2 separate regions of the Mus musculus genome follow, and region 2 is linked to region 1. The links are chromatin contacts, called in public Hi-C maps. All regions are on one chromosome and are shown on one strand. The core of a region is the stretch at or near the end of the contact, and the rest is flanking DNA. Distances in the headings are between cores, read along the strand shown. Region 1 overlaps Gm3331 (a long non-coding RNA gene). Region 2 has its middle 12 kb from the start of Gm27162.

Region 1 (2,832 bases), core at 100-2,599:
ACTTCTCGCAATGCTTTGTTTTGTTCTGTTTTACAATGTTGGGAATTAAATGACCATACTTTCTAAGTTTAAATGCTGAAGAACTCTAACTTGAAACTGAGCGCTTAGTTCTTCCTCCATTCAGTTCATGTCCCACTGTGTGTCCTGGAGCGTAGGGAGGGTCCTATAAAATTCTCAGGCCTGGATCCTCTTTCACAAAACAGAAGGCTGGGCCACACTGGGACCTCAGACTGTCACCTGAAGTAGCCTCCCCATACTCTAGTTGTACAGAGACTCTGCCCTCCTGGTGGGGCTCAAAGAGCTTTCTTAGACAGCTAAGCTGCATTCCCCATTCCTCCTGTTTTGTAAGAGAAAGCGACTTCTGTGCTGTGTCTCCTGTTATCTGGTCCGTTTTAAAAATGAGTCTAGAATAGCCAAAACCTCCCTCCAGGGGAAGCCCTCATGCACTATTTTAATTGTGTGATGAATGATGCCCCACTGAACTGCCCTCATAAATCAACTGACAGTGCTTCATACTTCAGGGTAGAATACAAATTCAGAGACAGGGTGAGCATCACCTTAAAGAACAGAAAGGGGGAAGGGAGGATCAGAACGAATGGTGAGAAAAAGATGCTTGAGATTCGAACTGGCTGGGAGAGAGGGGGAGAGAGAGAGACAGAAAGACAGAGACAAAGGGGGAGAGAGACAGAGAGAGAGACAAAGACAGGGAGACAGAGACATAGAGACAGAGACAGACAGAGACAGAGGGACAGAGAGACAGAGAGAGACAGAGACATAGAAACTTCTCTTTCTCAGAGCCTGGTTATTGTTGGCAAGCCTAGATGTTCCTCTGGGAGGACCTCCCATGATGTCCAACCAGAAAAAAAGTTAAAAAGATGAGAGCATGCTGGTGTTTTCTTTTTAATTAGGGTTATTTATAGGGTTGAGAATGCTGTGTTTGTGTGTGTGCCTTCTCCTTCCCAGTGGTCACTGTCAGCTCTTTTTGTCTCCTCCTCACAGAAACAGAAACACAACCTCATAACTTCTGGTGAGAGCATCCCCAGGAAAGTCAGCAGCTCCTGCTGAGTCAGGTGGACATTGAGCTGAGTCTTAAGAAGCAAGATCCTGGGACCGTGCCCACCCCTTATGACTCAGGCGAGAATGAATAGCTGACCTCTCTTGGATGCCCCTGAGAAGGAAGTCTCTGGAGTCGGTCTAGACTGCGATCCGGGAATCTCAAGAGACGGGGCAAAGCCTACAAATGAGTCTCCCAGAAAAGCAGCAGAGTCTGGGAACCAACGGAAACACCTGTGCGCAAAACTACCCACAGCTGTCCCCTCTCGGGTCCTCCAGATTTGGAGGAAGGAAGGAGGAAGCCCTGGGGAGCTGCAGTTGACTACAGGGAGCTTAGAAGCCCAGGCTGTGTCCCAGCTCTGTTGTAGGGAAGGTCTAGTCAAGTTTCTTTTTTTCCCTCTGGAAGTCGGTCTCTTTAGCTGTAAGATGAAGTAGCATGAACCCATGACCACCAGGAGAACTCAGCGTTCTGTGACTTGAGGAGTTCTGTAAAGAGGACACTGGCTCCGCTGCTATTTCTTCCCAGCATCCTCAGGCAAGGGTTGCATTTCTCAGAAGCCCTTGGTGCAGCAGTCTCTGGAGTGGTCAAGCTTCTAAGCACAGAGAGAAAGGAAGCAATGGTGCAATGTGATTCTGCTCTGCTTACAGAAACACCAAGCAGGAGGACCCTGTAGAAAAGTATATGCTCTGGCGCATGCGCCCTGAAAGACCTCTGCCCATTAGCACGCAAGTAATGTTTTCTCTTGCCTCAAAGAATAAGAAAAGTGAAAGAACACACACACTCTCTCACACAAATTGCCACAGTAATTGGCTGATTTTAAGGGTATGATAGACAAGTTTTGATGTAGAATGGCTTCTTCCAAATGGTTTGGTTGTTGGTCACTCCCCGGTCTCTGGTAAAATATTTTGCCACCAAACTATTAGCATAAAAATCATAAAGAAAGGAATGATACCCCACATGCAAGATTCTCAGGGTTTAAATGTTCTAATAGCTCCTCTTCCATACCACAGTCTCAATCATCTGTCCATTTAACAGCCTCTATATGTCGCATGGGCAGTGGTGGTAAGGTAAAACAATGGCAGATGGTCAGAGATGAAAGTATCTTCAGAAATTCTGGAAAGGTGGAAAAGAAGGAGGGATAAGGGAACGTTCCACAGGGAAAAAAATGCCCCACTTGGAATAGATTGGCCAAGTAATCTTGTGCCCAGTGGAGAACCTCACACCAAGTGACCCTTGTCAGCAGTCCTTGCTTCCTTTGCAGCTCTCACCAGGTGTCTCTTTTGTGGTTCTCCCAGTACCTCTGAGCCAGCACACCCTCCATCCTGTTTCTGAGCAATAACGTTATAAAGCAGACCGCATATGTAGTGTGCATACTGATCTCACTGCTGTGCCAACTACAGGCAGAATGTCACTGTGCTTCCTTCGAGCTTTTCAGAAGAGGATGTAACAGTGGCGGACCAAGCGACCAGCAGTTGAGTGTTCTGGTGTAATAAATGAGACTGAGAAGAAGTTGAAGAAGGCTAAGAAGAAGCTTAGTGTCCTCATGTGAGCTATATATACATCCTTATGTGAGGTAAGGATAACCCCCTGGATTCCCCATGTTATTCTCTGGAATTTGGTCCATGTCCGCCTGCTTGCTTCAGGATCCTGCTAACTTGGTTGTGGTTCCCATATGCTGAGAAAGCCATTCTGGAAAAGAGAAGTTGTTATCCATTCCCCAGTTTGTGCAATCATCAATTTGCAAAACCAAAGCCCATCCTCCCCTGCCAGATTTTGTC
Region 2 (2,832 bases), core at 142-2,641, 120 kb before region 1:
AGCCATAGTTCAGAGTCTTTCTTCATTGTACATAGCATGCACCCATTTGTTTGTTTGTTTGTTTGTTTATCGGTTCTGTTTTCTTGGGTCATGAGCATGTAAGACAGGCACTTTACATACTTAGCCATCTTCCCAGCCCACCACCCATGCCTTTGTTTTCTGTGGCTGCCAAGGCAAACAAGCCTATACATCCTGGAAAATCAGCACTAGAATGGTCCACCTTCAAGAATTAAATCATTTGATGTATACAGGCTGAGTAGGTGGGGTTGGGGGGGGTGAGCATTCCAGACTCCCCACCAGGGGTTGCTAGACATCAGATAAGTTCTGAAGAGAAATATGTGAAAATGGTAAATGAGAACAGAAAGACAGTCAAAGAAGAGACTGTTACCCTGGCAAGGCAAGCAGCCCTTCAGCAAAAGACCTCATAATGAACCATTGTGAGCTTAGCTGCAGTGTTTGTGAATGGAATGCTTTCTGTTGAATGAATGACTGCTGTTCCATAATTCACAAAGTCTGACTCAAAACAGCCCGGGAGGTATGAGCATGTCTTCAGTGTGCACCACACACGTTTCCCCTCTTATCACCCACAGTCACTTTGGTTTACTCTGTAGCTCAGACGTTAGTAAGCCACAGCCAGGTTATAGAAGAAATCCAGTCATTTATAACCAAACCAGATAACTGGAGGACTGAGCCCTCCTGACCACTGAAGATCCCTTCAATCAGGGTTCCTTTCCGTCAGCGAAATCTCAGGGCACTCGGTCTAGAAAAGTTAATTTGCATTTTTTTTCTCCAGTTTCCTTCTTGAAGCAGGCTCATCAAATTCATAAGGAAATATGATAAAACAGCCAATGATTTCAACTTGCAAAGACAGACACACTGCTCTGAGCTGCTAGCAGTATGTGGCTGTGTCTCTTACGTTTGCAAAGTCTCATGCTGCTCGCCACTGTGCCCACAAGCCCCTCCTCGGAATTTGTCCTCTCCAAAAGCAGCAGAATTGCTGACCCTAATTCTGAGACAAGATGCACAGTACACAGTGTTCCCTAACAGTGCGCATGCAGATTCTCTTCAGGGACTAGACTTAATGTAAACAGAGATATCCAGAAGTTACATTATAGCCTCATTCTTGAGATAAACTTCTGTTTAATCGCTGATCCTTCCCGGAATAAGAAAAAAAAGATGCAAATAAATTGTTTTACTATTCTTAAACTAATACTTAATCTTCATTTTCTTCCCATGCTGGGAACTCTGTCACAAAAGAGAGAGCGGAGAGCAGAGAGGAATTTAGGAACAAAGCGAAGAAAAACACTTTTTGTCCTGGTTCCCAACCAGTCTCCCAAGCCTGGATTTAGACATGTCTTCTCAATCGCGACGCTAGAGGGAGTCAAACCCAGGAATCTGAAATGATCTCCGGGGTTGAACAGCAAGGGCGGCTGTTACACCTTTCTCTTTAAACGAATGCTCCTTAGCTCAACTGCCCCAGAAAAACGCCCAATCTGGAGTGCCGTGCCTTGCTTACTCTGAGGTTACTATTTCTAAAAATAGTTTTCTGAAAAATCTCTCTAGTGGGCTGGGAAGCACGCAAGTGGAGTGTGGGACCCGGAAGTGCACGGTTCGGCTTCGGCAGGACCCTGCAGGCTGAGGGTGGGACTACAGAGCTAGCCAAGAGCAGCAAAAGGGGTCGTGCCCTAGACTGAGAGTGTGTATTGGGGTTTAAATAGGCTATTCTCACTAGTCCTTGAGGAAGCAAAGTATTGGCTGGGGGCTGGGAGCTGGGAGCCCCAGAAGTGAACACCATGTATCAGGTGGCTGTGATTCCAAGATTGCCCCCACTGCCCCACCGCACACAAACCACACAGAGCACTACACCTCTGCGAAGGGTCCAGTAGAAGCAGCCTCTAAATGATGTCATGGCAGATGAACGAGGTTTTACACACCTCCGCTGGTCTTCCAACCATTTAGTGTTTCAAGCGAGGCATGGGAGTTAGAGAGAATGCCAGATATGGTCCAAGATGGGAGGAGACAGATAAATCCAAGTTTGGGAACTCTATCCATTTTCTCTCTTCCGTCTCTGGTCACATTTGTAATTCCTAGGAGAATATTACCACTTATTTTTGAGCCACTTTCATTTTTGTTTGTATTTGCTCTAAAAAATCCCCTTAAGACCAAAAGCAAAGAACTTCTCTAGTGTTCTGTCCCTTTGGGGTATGTGTGTATGGGGGTGGGAAGTATTTTGAGCATTCTTTTTTGGATATCCCTAACCTGTACAAAGCAGGGACCTAGCCTTGTCTCCAGCTTTCTTCTGTCACCAGCTTAATGTTCCTCAACATCTTGAAGCCTGGAGGAGGATGTGGAGGGAGGTTCAACTTTAGCATTTAAGTCTTGGGTACAGGGCAGTTACACAAAACTCAAGAAGCCCAACTCGTTGCCTGAAACACAGACTCTAGGTTAGACCCAGAGCTATTCCGTCCTCTAGCAAACCTCCCAAGAAAGATATCGGAGGACAAGCCTGGTCTATTTCCTTGATCAATTCATGAGAGAATTTGGTCCGTGTAGATTCTGGGAGAGCCCACTGTCTGAACTTTCAGAATTATTGCTAAAAATGAATGTAGCCTGAGCAAGCCTTTATGCTAGGAATGTCAGTCTTGTCTATATACATCTTCTGAGGTTTGGTACCAGCTCAGTAACTGACTGCAAACAATGTAGTGAACTTTTCCAATCACACTCACCACCACCACCATCATCAAACAAGACTATCAGAGAAAATAATCTATCAGTCCCTTTTTGGTTTAAAAGTTCCATGGTTTCTGTCTCTCTCCAGAAATTTTTGAATTT

Evidence for each region. Hi-C and Micro-C count contacts between places; a contact is called where the count stands out from the background.
Region 2: a contact with region 1 is called in a Hi-C map of uterus, with 3 times the contacts expected there. The contact joins two enhancer-like sites. A contact is called at or near these places in 20 of 484 Hi-C or Micro-C datasets (the 3T3-L1 cell line, CD4 T cells, CD8 T cells and 7 more) and 3 of 115 datasets of contacts at active chromatin or transcription factors (cardiomyocytes, double positive thymocytes and large pre-B cells).

What each region holds. Positions count from the first base shown.
Region 1 is chr9:32,815,253-32,818,084 of GRCm38.p6, reverse strand. All of the region lies in intron 2 of Gm3331 (a long non-coding RNA gene), which reads right to left. Among named protein-coding and RNA genes, the nearest start is that of Gm3331, 34 kb to the right of the region's middle. Within about 2 kb of position 1,349, at least 48 of the 459 cell types and tissues checked have an H3K27ac peak or open chromatin away from gene starts, as enhancers often do. A contact at or near this core is called in CD8 T cells, double positive thymocytes and uterus, where this site is marked.
Region 2 is chr9:32,939,295-32,942,126 of GRCm38.p6, reverse strand. No RefSeq gene overlaps it. Among named protein-coding and RNA genes, the nearest start is that of Gm27162, 12 kb to the right of the region's middle. Within about 2 kb of position 1,391, at least 264 of the 459 cell types and tissues checked have an H3K27ac peak or open chromatin away from gene starts, as enhancers often do. A contact at or near this core is called in CD8 T cells, double positive thymocytes and uterus, where this site is marked.